Regions from separate parts of the Gossypium hirsutum genome. Here regions 2, 3 and 4 are each linked to region 1. The links are chromatin contacts, called in public Hi-C maps. All regions are on one chromosome and are shown on one strand. Each heading gives the region's core, a stretch centred on a gene start, on an enhancer-like site or on the middle of the called end of the contact. The rest is flanking DNA. Distances are from core to core; before and after follow the strand shown.

Evidence for each region. A called contact is a pair of places that touch in the nucleus more often than the background predicts.
Region 2: a contact with region 1 is called in a Hi-C map of leaf, with 3 times the contacts expected there. The contact joins the promoter of LOC107899658 here to the promoter of LOC107899651 in region 1. A contact is called at or near these places in 7 of 34 Hi-C or Micro-C datasets (callus, leaf, petal and 1 more).
Region 3: a contact with region 1 is called in a Hi-C map of leaf, with 2.6 times the contacts expected there. The contact joins the promoter of LOC107899643 here to the promoter of LOC107899651 in region 1. A contact is called at or near these places in 9 of 34 Hi-C or Micro-C datasets (anther, callus, hypocotyl and 2 more).
Region 4: a contact with region 1 is called in a Hi-C map of hypocotyl, with 3 times the contacts expected there. The contact joins the promoter of LOC107899655 here to the promoter of LOC107899651 in region 1. A contact is called at or near these places in 12 of 34 Hi-C or Micro-C datasets (callus, cotyledon, fibers and 4 more).

Annotation. Positions count from the first base shown.
Region 1 is chrD04:42,659,313-42,662,937 of Gossypium_hirsutum_v2.1, forward strand. LOC107899651 (dystrophia myotonica WD repeat-containing protein) reads right to left here and starts at 1,389. Exons shown (of 11, transcript XM_016825417.2): 1 at 853-1,389; 2 at 93-407; 3 at 1-5. The coding sequence starts at 1,023.
Region 2 is chrD04:42,850,084-42,853,753 of Gossypium_hirsutum_v2.1, forward strand. It overlaps LOC107899658 (syntaxin-71), which reads right to left and starts at 2,274. Exons shown (of 9, transcript XM_016825430.2): 1 at 1,962-2,274; 2 at 1,669-1,794; 3 at 1,264-1,429; 4 at 492-577; 5 at 287-355; 6 at 129-173; 7 at 1-31. The coding sequence starts at 2,117. LOC107899659 (a long non-coding RNA gene) reads left to right here and starts at 3,171. Exons shown (of 3, transcript XR_001684774.2): 1 at 3,171-3,363; 2 at 3,640-3,670.
Region 3 is chrD04:42,512,082-42,515,470 of Gossypium_hirsutum_v2.1, forward strand. It overlaps LOC107899643, which reads right to left and starts at 1,511. Exons shown (of 4, transcript XM_016825409.2): 1 at 1,160-1,511; 2 at 907-1,018. The coding sequence starts at 1,287.
Region 4 is chrD04:42,830,989-42,834,529 of Gossypium_hirsutum_v2.1, forward strand. It overlaps LOC107899655 (NAC transcription factor 25-like), which reads left to right and starts at 1,721. Exons shown (of 3, transcript NM_001326881.1): 1 at 1,721-1,981; 2 at 2,106-2,386; 3 at 2,482-3,112. The coding sequence starts at 1,777. The coding sequence ends at 3,036.

The DNA.
Region 1 (3,625 bases), core at 139-2,638:
GGATCCTACATTAAACACCAAGATTCTCAAAATACCACCACAGATGCCTTCTCTTTCATCAAAAACCGTAACAAAAAAAAATGCTAAATTACCTTGTCCTGAGAATTCAAATCACTTATAAAGATAGCATCACCAACGTTAAAGATTAAATAAGTCCCTTTCCCATCAAAATTCATATTAGTGATTGAATTACTAGAACTTGAAGCACCCAATGACCCAATCCTACTAGTACTACTAATACTTTTACTCCCACCATTCCCCCCAGCAAATCCAAGCGTGCGGCTCCCGTTCCCAGCACCTAGCCACCTTGCTGCTGCTGATCTGACCCCACTGCTGGCACTGTAGCTGGACGATGAAGACGTCGGAGTTGATGGAGCTGGCTTCTCCTTCAAATGTGCTAGGGTAACCTGACAGCCGGACTTAATCAATACAATCTCAACAAACGAATAATACATAAGCAAAACGATCAAAATTTGACTTTATAACTAAGGGCATTGATTCAAACTCTTTCAAGCTTGAACTTGTAATCAATAATGCTTAAACACCGATGGTACAAAATGATCTAATAAAATATGTTCTTCAAGTGCTTCTAACAGATGGGTACATGTAAAAAACCCTCTTTTCACTAATAAATTGGAAATGTTCTCATTATCTAATTATAACATTAGTGTATCAAAAACACAAAAAGGAAAACCCACACTAAAATAAAAAGAAATAAAGAAAAAGAAAAGAGAGCAATTTAAAGTGAAATCGGATGATTGGTCTTGATCAAAACCCAAATAAGTAACACAAAAGATAGTCTTCTTTTCAATAATTTAAGAAAAAAATGAAACCCTAGGAATTTGAAGTTACCTGAGTAACAGTTTTGCCATGAGCATAGTGAAGAAGGCTAGAAGGGTGAGTCTTTTCATAGTGAAGCTTATATCGACCTTCTGGGGTTTTAAAATAAGTCTTCAAACCCGGCGATTGAGCGTTTGCCGAGGACGAAGAGGTCGAAATCGTACCGTTGGCCGTGTTGATCATGGTGTCGCTTATCTTACACCCGATAGCATCTGATCATGACACACTAGGGCTTCTTCTACTTCTTCTCAATTTTGAAAATTTCTTATTTCCTAAATCCTAAGACCAAAAGAAAACCCAAAAAGAAAATGAGTCTTTTATGGGTAATTTTCTGTTGTTGAAATGGGGGATGGGGGATCAAAGGAGGAGAAGGGCCCTGTATGGGTGGGAGTTCTGAGAAGAGGTTAGACTTTTCGGGAAGTTTAAGGGAAGTCAATGGAATAGACGGTGGAGGATTCAAGAGAGTGATCTTATTCGGTCTTTGTAGTTATAAACTGAGAGAGGGATTGATGATGAAAATGGGAAAGATTTCCAGGTTTTCTTTATTATAATTTATTTTGTATCGAGTTTGACATGCTCAGATTTTCACCTCCATTTTCTTAACTTTGGGCTTTTTTCTCTACTTACCATTTGGCCCGAATTATGTTCTTTTCTATTTTGTATTTTAAAAAATCTCTTCTTTTCTTTAATTTTGCATTATGTTCTTTTTGGCATAATGACCTTTTTGGTTCTTCAACTTTACAAAAAATTTATTTTAGTCCTCCATTGAATTTTTTACCTATTTCGTATTTTTTTTCAAATCAGCCCAAAAAGGATGGAAAAGTTAATGTCTATTAACTTTGTTGAAGTGGCATACACGTGGATCTCTATATAGATGACATCATCATTTAATTAATTTTTTAAAATTTAAAAAATATTTTTATAAGTTTTTAAACTTATAAAAATATTTTAAAATTTTTAAAAATATTTTTTATAATTTTTTTGAATTTTAAAATTTTAAAAAATTTAATTAAACACTAACGTATCATCCGCGTGCATGCATTGTAAACAAAGTTATAAAAAAGTTAACTTTTTCATTCATTTTGGGGTGATTTGATGAAAAATGTAAGTTTAAGAACTAAAAAGGTGAAAAATTAAATGGAGGGTTAAAATGATTTTTTTGTAAAGTTGGAGGGCCAAATAAATCATTATGTTTTTTTTTGGAACCAAGGTGTCCACCGCTGGTAACAGTGACTAATCCATTTATTGCACGTGCTTTCCAAAAAGGGAAATGACTGACCATAAATTGTGCTCCATTCCATTCTCAAGGATCAAACCTCCAACCTCATGGTCATGGTTAAGGGATGAGATGAGTAACCACTACATGCCTCATGATTAAATTTTATCTCATTTTAACATCTTCATTATCATTTTTGTTTCATTTTATCTTAAGAATTACCAATATTTATTGAAAGGGAAATTATTTTGTATACTACCAGTGGGGTTTTTAGATTGTTGGACAAAACACGTTAGCGAACAAAAATAAACATAAATAAACAACTATTTATATAAAATAAAATAAAATAAATAATTTATATTTAAAATATCCGATATGAAAAATCAATAAATAATATTATAAAAACTAGAAATCAAATTTTACTAGATGTTGATGCCTGTTTTACACAGTTCCCTTAAGATAGATTCGGCCGCTTTTACGGTACTTGGAGAAACGTTGGTTGACTGTGTCCAGGATACAACAACACGATGATCGAAGTAGTAACACCTCTACAGTGATCACGAACAAGCCTTACCTCCTTTATCACAGGAATGTTGGAAAATATTGAGAGAAAAAGTGAAGAATTTTCGAGAGCAAAAATAAACTCAGTTTTTGAGAGTCTGTAAGTGTAAAAAATTCAGAATAATTCTTAGGCCTTTTATAAGCATTCAATATGGAGGAATTTTGGAAATATCCATAAATAAATATACAAAATTTGCATTAAAGGAGAAATTAAATTAATTTGATTAAATTCAAATCAAATTGATTTGAATCAAATAAATCAAGATATGTCTTTTTAAATAAGATTTTGTATATATATTTGCTGAGAAAAATAAATTTCATGTTGGGCTAAAATATCTGCAGGCCTATTTTGGGCCTAACCGGTCCAGACATTTCGCATCGCCTACATCATGTGGGTGCGCCTCAACCTTAATGGGTTTGGATATGCACCCCCTTATGCGCGGGGCATGATTTTAAACTTAGTCATTCAATCACTTTTCAAGTGGGTTCTCATATATAAATACATCTTACATTTGATATTTAACCAATGTGGGATCTAAGCTTTTCTTTTCCTTAACAAATATTCACAAGTAGCTTACTTTAAGCATCAATTTCTTATTCATCACTTAATCATTTTGAGCATATGATATACCGTTGTAAAGGTCTCATAAAGTAGAATATAAAACCATAATTTTATGATTCAACTTCCCACCTTTACCAATCGAGAATATGCCTCAAAGTTTCCAAAAATTACAATTTTTCCAACAATACCCCATATGAATGAAAATTGATAGTTTTAACGGAAAAACATTGACTCGATGTGGTGATAGAATCTACGATCGATAGTTGTATAGAATAGGTAAGCATCCTCCCTTGAACCTTCCCTTGTGAAAGTATATTTACTTTACTAGCTAACTAGTAGATGTGATGTCCTTGAACTGTTTTGTCGTTTGTATAAACGATGATATACCTCAAACAACTACCTTTCTAGTAAGGTTTTAGTTCTCATGGGTGTGTTCATATAGCTGT
Region 2 (3,670 bases), core at 1,024-3,523, 190 kb after region 1:
TATTCTTAAGGTCAGCAGCTGCCTTGTCCACCTGCAAATGTGTATAGAAACAGAATATATATATTGCAATTTTGTAATCTTTAAGCAGTTTCTACGATGTACAACAAGACGATGGTTATAATGTTCACCTTGGTGTCAATTTCATCCATCAAAGGAACTTGCCTATCTAGTTCCTGCAGATACCATAGCATACAATTAAGTAAATGGCATGAATGTTACAATTACTCGAAAAAAATACTTCATAACAAATATTTGTAATTATAAATGACGCTCAGGTCAGCTTTACCTCATTCATATCATGAGCCATGTTCTTTAAAGTATCCAAACCTTCTGAAATCATATCCAAACCTTGGTCCTGCATGGATGTCAAAAGCAATAAAAGGTAAATCATAGCTAAAGAAATGTGGTGTATACAGGTAAAAGTCAATCAAGATTCCTTCCAATAGAGGAAAATGTTCATAAAGAATAGCTCCCAAACAAGTTTGACATGCCTGCTTCATTTTCCTCATTTCATACTCCTGCCTGAACTGACTTGACTGCTCAGATTCTTGAAAGTATTCGTTGTCAAATCGCTCATCTATGACCAATATGATTATGTAAGTACAACGGAAAAAATAAGATCTTCCAGACATAAAAGTTCCACAGATCATAAAGGAATTACTGATAAGCCATGCATTATAAACTATAAGATTGAGAATTTCTTGCTGCAAGCAGTCTGATGGTAACAAAGAATGAACAACAGTCTTGCAGATATGAGCATAAGCTAAGCAACCTCCTTGCTTTATTATTTTTGAAGCTATAAAATATGAATTACAATGGTTTTTAATATATTAGAGAAAGCACTCAAATGCTCACTCTCGCCACCTTTTAGTTGGGTTCCTACTCTTATTTCTATTTCTCCATCTTTATTTCCAAATTTTTCTCTCTTATCTTTGAATCAAATCTTGTTTTTGATCCATTTTTTTCCCAATTTTCCCTCTCATGTTTGCATCAGCTAATTGAAAGACAAAGCAATGTTCTTCAATCATTATGGAAGGTTCTACCAAATAAAAACAAACCATTCCACCCTACCCAACAACAGAAAGCAAATGGAAAAAATGATGATAACACAAACGGTGTGCATTTTTAGTCAAAATGGTAGAAATAAAGATTTAAATCTAGACACTGGCAAGTTTAACAGGTCAGGAAACAGCTAAACATGAAGTCTCCATCCATACAATCTCAATAAATTTAACAAGAAATTTCAATGGAGTTAAGGATCACCTGAATCAAACTTAATTGCAGTACGAGAAGCTGAAGATGCTGAAGACATCCAGCCCCCAGTTTGTTTAGTAGCAGCAGTTCCATCAGGTATAGCTTGAATCCTGTCCGGCAATGCAAGGACCAGATCATTACGAGTAGCCATCTCTTCAGTTGAAATCCCTTTAACCTGTAAATGAATCCAAACTCTATCACAATGGAAGTCCAAACTAGTCAATTGTCCAAGTCCAAAATAGCATATTCCAAATACCTCTAAATATGTAAAAACAAAATACATTATAGTAAAAAAAAAGGTCAATCTGTTAGCTTGAACAACATTATGAATGTATGAATAGTTAAACGAGCTCACATTTACAATAAATTGTTAAACAATTTGGGAAATTGTAAAAGAGAAGGAAAAAAGTTAACCTTCTTAACAGCCAATCTCTGCAGCGTAGGGACCTCCTCAAGCAATCGAGCCTTGGTTCGACGAATCTCAGCATTGACTGCAACAGCAGATGCCTTACTTTTCTCCTTGGAAGCAAGTTCCACTTTCTAAATCAAAAAAAATAACTCAAATCGAAGGCAATAAAACCCTAATTATTACTGAACAACTATCAATTAAGCAGAGGAAGACTGACACTCTAAATCTCAAATAGCAAGCTTAAACCTAACAATCTCAACCAAGAGAAGATGAAAGAATTAGATTAGATCGGAGCTACCTCAAGAGCGGATTCAATGTCGGCTTCGACTGCGGCGTAAGCGCGAGCAAAAGCATCACCGCCGGAGACATTTTGGTCACGCTGCTTTTCGACGTCGTATTTATCGTACCTCTTGCAGATCACATCTACTCTTGTCAATATATCGATTACACTCATTTTGTTTTTCTTTTGAGTTTCAAATTCAATCAATGTAGCTGTTTGGATGTGGGAAAAAATTGAGAGAATAAAGAGTTGGAATTTCTTCGTTTCTGTTTGTTTCCCCTGTAAACGTCGTTCACCGAACTAACTCCAGATTCAAAGAATAAACAGTATCAATAATTAAACATTAGGAGTAAACTAGAGCTGCTCATGGCCGGGCCGGGCCGGGTTTGGGTCCGGCCCAGAAAAAATTTCAGCCCGGGTTTTAGGCCCGGGCCGGCCCGAATTATGGGCCTGAAATTTTGTCTAGACCTGGTCCGGGAAAACATTCATAAGCCCGGAGTCCGGCCTGGCCCGACCCATTTTTTTAATAAACACCAAAATTTTATTTTAAAAATAAAAAAAATTTAAAAAGTATTTTAAAAACACTTTAAAAATAAAAAAGTATTTTAAAAATATTTTAAAATTTAAAAATAAAAATAAAAAGTATTTTAAAAATATTTTAAAATTAAAAAATAAAAAAGTATTTTTAAAATATTTTAAAATTAAAAAAATAAAAATATTTTTTATATTCGGGTCTGGCCCAAGCCAAAAAAGTGGTGCCCGAGACCCGGCCCGTTTTCTAAACGGGCCTCGTTTTTTTGCCCAAGCCCATATTTCGAGCCTATATTTTTACCTGAACCCTCTCATATTTCGGGCCGAGCGGGTCAACCCGTTTTTCATTTTTCACGACAGAGTAATTTTTTTAAAAAAAAATCTTGATATTATGTAAATTTAAGGTGAAATCAAAGGGTAAAAATATCTTGAGAGGTCAGATTATATTATGCTTGATTTTTTTATTAAAGTTTTATTTATTTTTACAGTTAAAAATAGTATATGAATTTTTTTTTTAAATAATCGACTGGGCTATTATTAAAAGCTTGAAATATAAAAGTTCAAGAACAAAATCCCAGCAGTGCTGGGCTGGATAAAAAAAATAAACAAAAATAAAACGTAGGCTACAAGCCCAAATAAGTAAAAACAGAAAATAAAGCCTAAAAAAACATAAATCAAAACGTCATTTCCCAGTCAACTCAACCAGCCTGGCCTCCATTATTTTTCATCTTTTCATTTCCAAAGCACCAGGCTTTTCAGATGATAGCATTAAAAATGTCTGCTTTAGCTATCTCTTGCCGTTTCATTTCCATTCCATCAAATCCTTTCAATCAGGATTTCGTGGCCATCTTTCTCCTGAGTCCAGATCTTCTCTCGTCTCTTCCACCAGGTAACTCCCTTCCCCTTTTCTTAGTGCCTCTTTCGCCAGGTCATGCGCCTTACCATTCTCTGTTCTTTGTATGAATCGAAAAACAATGTTTTGGAATCGATTTTTGTTGTTCTGAATATCAATCATGATCGCACTTAGAACCGATTTATCTTTGACCCCTACTTTGCACCTGTTGATTATTGTTTTCGAATCCCCCATTACCGTGACTGAGTTAAAGCCCAATCTAATGCCTAATCTGGTTGCTTCTAAACATGCCAATGCTTCTGCTACAAACAGAGAGGAAATGTTGGAGTGAAGAGTGGACTTA
Region 3 (3,389 bases), core at 261-2,760, 150 kb before region 1:
ATTAACATGATAGAAATGAAAAAGGTTTCTTTCTTCCAGCATGCATGTAAAACTTGAAACTCACCTCTACAAGAAACTTGCTAAGCAGAAATGGTGTAACCTCTAACAATATGTTGGTTCAAAAAGCATATTATTTTCTTTTTTTCCTATTCAGTGTCTGATTTACTTACTGATTTTTAGTTAGTCCTTATGAACATAAAGTACTGAGAAGTACTGACCAATTTGTCGTGCAGAACAACATAAATAATACAAGAGGGTTAAAAGGCAATATACCAGGTCAGGCAAATTATTCCAGGAACAAGTCTGAAATTATTCGTAACAAGTAAATAGTACCAGTATGAATGATTATTACACAAAATTTCTATTAAAGGCAGGAATCGTGTAGGAAACAAACTCCAAATTATAGCTTTTTAATAAAATAGAATTCTGCAGAATGTCATTAAGAATTTGCTTGAAAAATCCTTATAAATACTAGGCAGATAAGGGATTCTCCAGTCTCATATATTAGTCACTGACTCATGACTGAAAGTAATAAGCTCAGAATTTCAGCTTTTTAAGGAGGAATCTGAACCCATGAAGGCAAGATAAATCCCTGCAGTTTCGTATATGAATTTAAATTGCACTACTTAATTAGCTCTAAATTTGGGCTTTTTAAGCCATCTAGTTTACAAGATCAACTACATTGTCTTATTGAAAATCTATTCCAGTAGTTTTCTATCGATCCTAAATTTTTCCCATAAAAAACTATGAAATAGAAATAAATTTTCGATCTTCCAAATTGACTAAAAACCAAGAAAAGCAATTCTATTAAAAAAGGATCCAAGAGAAGCAATGCTAAACCCTAAATCACTTACGATCCAAAAAAATAAATAAGAAAATGAAAATGGCAACAAGCAAGCGGCAAACCTCGTCTAGTTCCTTGGCACACTTGGAAGCCTTGTCTGCCTCTTCATCAAATCTCAGCCTCCACTCTGCAGATTCATCCATTGCCTCTTTGTTTGCAAGATCAAACTGTCTCCTTCTCTCAAAGACATTAACAAAATAAAATAAAATAAAAATCATTTTAATTACAAATGAAGCAGAAAATTGAAAACCCGTAATTCAAATCAAGCTAATTTTAATCAAAACCCAAAATAATAATAATAATAATAATAATAACCTTAGCAACTCGGCATCATCAGAAGAGATAGAGTAATGAATAGCCCAAAGCCTGAAATACACTGCTACTCCTAAAAACATAGCCACCGCTAATCCCACCAATATTCTCCTTCTCCCTCTTCTCACCATTTTTTTTTCCAGATTTTCTTTTTTCTTGTAGTTGGACTGTTAATTTATTGATTGAATGGATTCAGTGTTAGCAGAATTTTACGTTTCCAATCCTTTTGAATGGGTTGTTTGGTTTGTTGATGCCGGAGTTACGATGTCTGTCTATTTGGACGACTCTTTTCTTTTGACACAACGTATTACCTTTTCACTTGCCCATTGCACTTAATTTTGCGAGAAAACACACAATTGTAAAAATTAAAATATGGTATTAGTTATTGTAATTTAATAAAATTTGAGATTTAGCCTAAAAATCAAGTTTTTTTATTTTTTATTTAAAAATTTCAGTTCTTTATTGAAACCTTAAAATCATGTTTGATTGTATGTAATAACTCATGCATTCCAACTCTATTTAATGGGCCCACCATAAATAATTGTTTGGTTTGTTGTAATAGCCCATTATGGGCCGAATGGAATAAGCCTCTATTACGGTACGGCCTGTAATAGTAATTCAAAGGTTTGGACTCTGAATTGGCTATTCAATACCACCTGTAATTACAATTTTTCCTTTTTGGACCAAAATATTTTGGCCTCTCAACTACATCATTTTCACTCTTCACTTTAGACCATTTCATTCTTCCTCGACTTTTCCCCTCAAAGTGGACCCTAAAAATTAGCTTCTTAATTGACGAAAAATCAAGCATTCATTCGCCATCGTCATCTTCCTTCCAGTTAAACCTCTTTATTTATGGTAAGTGATGGTCTAATTTGGACATTTAGAAGTACAAAACTAACTTGAATAAGCATAACCAGTGTCATTCTTTTGTTTCTTTTGCTTCCCTTTTCTTATGCTCCGCCCTGAAATTTGTTTTTGCCTCAACAAAATCTCTCATTTTCTTTTTATTTCTTGTAAAGTTATATTTTATTTATTTTTTCCTTAAATTATATTTTGTTGAGATCGCATATCCTTCAGTTTATTAACAACAATGAATCTTCAATTAATCAATTACAGAAGAAGCAAAAAGAACGAAAAGGATTAAAAAAAAACCTTTGATAGGAAGAAAAGGGACGATTAGATGAGCAGAGTTAGTAGCCATGAAATGAGAAAGCGTCATTGAAAATACGTTTGGCCTATATCCAATCGTACTACAACTCTTGTGTATGAACGCCAATTCCTATTTCAAAAATTGTTTTTTTTTGATAAATTCATTTGTAATTTGACAATGAAAACGATGATTATTGAGATTGAAAATTTGGATTCTAACCTTGCATTCATCTTCTGTGAGGAAATTGTATAAAATTAAGTTAAGATGCTCTTTCTCCATCTTTATGTTTGCCATTTTTCTTTTGCTTGTTTGAAGTCCAATATTGAGATTTTTTTAGCTCTGTTTAATTATTGTTGTTTGAATTATTATTTTTTTGAGGGGGCGTGTTGCATTTATTTTGATCTGAGTTTGCTTTTATTTTGCAGGTAAGCTTGATTGTGTGCTTTGAAGATATAATTTTGCTCTGTAATTTCTACAATTTCTGTAAGTTGATCATCAGGACGTATTGAATTCTTGTGGTTTGTAATTTGTGCAAGGATTTTTTTTTATTCTTTTTAGCTTTGCATTGTGTGCTTTAAAGATATAATTTTGCTACTTATGGTCAATCTTGTTATAAAGATTGGATATTGTAATGAATTCTAGGGTAGTTAGGGGTATTTGGCTAGAGTAAGAGAGTGACTAAGACCACATTTAAGAGTTGCTTAGAAATGATGTTCAACACAATTATGGGGATTTTATTGCCCATTATGTTATGAAATTGAATAGGACAAGTTACTGCTTAAATATATGCATCACATTCTTGTGTTGCTTAATTCTCATTCTTTATTCATAATTTAAATTTATGCATCACATTATGTTTTGAGATTAATTTATACTATGATTTGAAGATATGTAACACTTTAATATCTTGCAATAATGACTCGTTTGCCTTTAATACTACAAAGCGAGAGGCAAAAAAAGAATTGGTCTTGCATTAACAGTATGGTTGCAAATGTGTACAGTTGTGAGTTGGTTCTTAGTTATGTTAGGTGTCGTCTCTAGCCTACAAACTTATAGACCTATGATTAGATCATACATTTT
Region 4 (3,541 bases), core at 471-2,970, 170 kb after region 1:
GAGAATTTTAGCACTTATTTTGTAATTTAAAACTTGTTTTTCATAGTGCATTTTGTAAGTAATAAAGTGAGTCACTTGATTTTTATCCTAAATTTTTAGGGGAAAACTTAAAGGAGAGTTATCTAGATCTTAGGTACCAAATTGAGGTTGTTAATCTAGTGGTTGTCAATGCTTGTAATCACTTGTTGTATGAGGTGTTAAATAGTGGATTATCTCTCTATGTAAGGCCTTATAGATAGAGGAAAACTGAACTGTGGAAACACATCAAGTGTATATTGTTTTTCTACTTTGTTCTTCACCAATACCTAAAGTAGTGGGTAGCACTGCTTCTGACACTACTCAATTTCTACTTGCAATTATTGATTTTAGACCTAACAAATTTAATTAAATTTTGATACATAATTCTGAAAACTTTTCATGTTTGGACTCAAAATTGGTTGGATTCACTCATTTTCATTGTTTGCATTATAAAATATTTTTAAAATATGTTAACATTAATATTTTACTCACAATTTAAATTACTTAAATTCAAATCAAATTAAACTAAATTAAAATTAAAAAAATAAAATTATTTCAATAAACCATTCGAGATAGAAACAAGTATAGAGGGAAGTGGATGGTAGAGCCAAAGTATATAATTGGATCAAGCGCAGGACAAATTATGTATGAAATTAGAAAGATGAAGATGAAGCTCAATCAAAATAAGATATTGCATACCAAGTAGGTTTAGCCATAAATTGTTTATGGTCGACAGTCATTCTTGACCGACACTCTTGTTCTTCTTCAACAATTTTCCCTTTAAAAAAACATCTTATCATCAAAATATTTTTATTAAGGTCCAATCACTCTTGTTCTTCATATGTAGCAATAATAAGTGCAAAAATCTTTTTGCCAGTCCATTTCACAAATGCTCTTTTGTCCATATATAACACTCAATTTTTGGAATTAGTATTCCTTCGGTCACCTCTATTTTTGGAATTATTATTATTATTTCTCTGTAGCCTCTTGATTGGCAAATGCTTATGGGGTTAAGCAAAAAATCTTGGGGCAAAATCAAATTATAAAGTTGATAATCATAATTTTATTATTCTTAGACAATCAGAGTATAAAATTAACTTAAATTTGTAAGATTTTAAAGGTGGCCCCTAATCAAGACAAGTAAGTGTCACAAAAACATGATCGAAATTAATGAGGTAAGTATCCTCTGTAAGTTCATTATTCTCATGTCTCGTAAAATAAGCCAATACGTTGGCACTTAGCATTAGCAGACAATATCAAAGGGGGGCTCCAATGCACAGGGGGCCTTAGGTTCCAACCCTAATATATATACATGACTGACTGCTGAAATCAGTTGTAGATTTGGCCTAGTTATGGTATGATGACGTGAAGTACTTGGAACCGGTTTGGCATACACATTGTGACAAAACATGCCTATCCAAGAATTTCTGTTCCAAACAGGATTCAAATATATGGACAAATCCGTAGCTTTCCAATCTCTTTCCATGAAATTTTACAAAAAGGTTTTTTTTAGCCAATTTTTTTTATTAATAGCCTTAAACAACGGCCACATCTGCATGGAGATATATGTAGAGGAACCACCCTATATAATCTTTGCACGGTACTCTTCCTATATTTACAACTATTTCCAATCGATAGTATCGGTGGAGAGATCATTAATCCCTAGGGTTCTTTTTCTTTTCTTTTTTCTTTTTTCTTTTTAATTTTTCGTCCATTATTTGATCATCATCTCCAACTCCAAGAATAATAGCAATAATAATGTTGGGTGGCTCTTCAATGGAGGAAATACCAGCTGCTGGTAATAACTCATCGGAGATCCAGCTTCCTCCAGGTTTTAGATTCCACCCTTCTGATGAAGAGCTCATAGTCCATTACTTGAAAAACAAAGTGACTTCCAACCCTCTTCCAGCTTCTATTATAGCTGAGATTGATTTATACAAATATAATCCATGGGAGCTTCCAAGTATGTATATGCATATGTATACTAATTAGAAAGGGTTCTTGTAAACTGTACTGATTAGTTCTATCTGGTTTGTTTATTTGTGATCTATCTATCTATCTATCTATCTATATATATATAGTTAAAGCTTCGTTCGGAGAAGATGAATGGTTTTTTTTCTCTCCAAGAGACCGGAAGTATCCGAACGGGGCGAGGCCTAATAGAGCGGCAGCTTCGGGGTATTGGAAGGCGACGGGGACGGATAGACCGATCCTAACGTCGTGTGGAACCAAGAGTATTGGAGTGAAGAAAGCTCTGGTATTCTACAAAGGACGTCCACCTAAAGGGACCAAGACAGAGTGGATCATGCACGAGTATAGGCTGCTTGAAACCATGATTTGGACTCCCAAACGAAAAGGGTCTATGAGGGTAACAACTAAGACCATGTGGACCGTATAGCTAATTTATGTGATGAATTATGAATGATGATAATCGATTTTCTTTTCTTTTTTTTATGTTAACAGTTAGATGATTGGGTGCTTTGTCGAGTGAGGCAAAAAGCCAGCATACAAAGGAACAGTTGGGAAGATAGAAATATTAGCAGTCATGAACCAGCTGATAGCTTCTATGTCCCCAATTCCATTGAGCCATGGCCTTCCAACACAAACCACAACGTTGAAATGGGCAAAACCTACCTATTCAATGACTGCCCTATGTTGCCTTTCATTTTTGCATCTCAAGACCTTCCTTGCTTCGACTCAACCTCCAGCATTAGCTTCCAAAGCAGTGACAAATCTTGCACATCCCTCCAGGAAGCCAATTCTGGCAACAACAACATGCAGATTTCATTTTCGTCCCTACAAAACCTGTTTAACCCTTTGAAAAGAGAGTCCATGGAAAAAGGTAGTTTTGTCCCAACTAGCTGTAAGAAGCTCAAGAATACTGAGAAAGATTGCAGTGAAATGAACTTTTATAGATCAAACCATTTGGAAAACAGTGATTCTAGTCCACATCAATGGAATTCAATGATGCAGTATGATCAACAACTTAATCTCCCGGATTTTACTGAAACTGACTAAAGAAAGCATGGGATTATACATATGGGGTAAAAAAAGGTGTACATAAAATAATCAATGGTTTCTATAGTTTGTTGAGGTGAAGGTGTGCAGTTAGATATACAGTAGTTTCTACTTACGGCCCGGGTGGAGATGATACATTTGTACGTAAATTACTAGGGTGATTTCGAGATCTTCATTTATCTTTATCTATTAAAAATTTCAGATTGTAATTTGCATCAATGTACATACATAGTATTACAAGTACATATGTTAAAACAATAAATGCCATACTGGCTACACCAGAGCTCAGACTAAAGCTCATGTAATTTCTATCATTGTACACACATAGTATTACAACTACATGGTTTTATTGTATCAATGTACTTCTGTTTTTCTTTTTTTTTGTTTTTTTTATTACAAAATTTAAACATTGTTACCTAAACTCCAAAAAAAAAAAATCACCATTTGGCGCTCCAATGCATTTTATTCCAAAGTTTTCTGGAACTGCATCTTATTTTCAGCATCA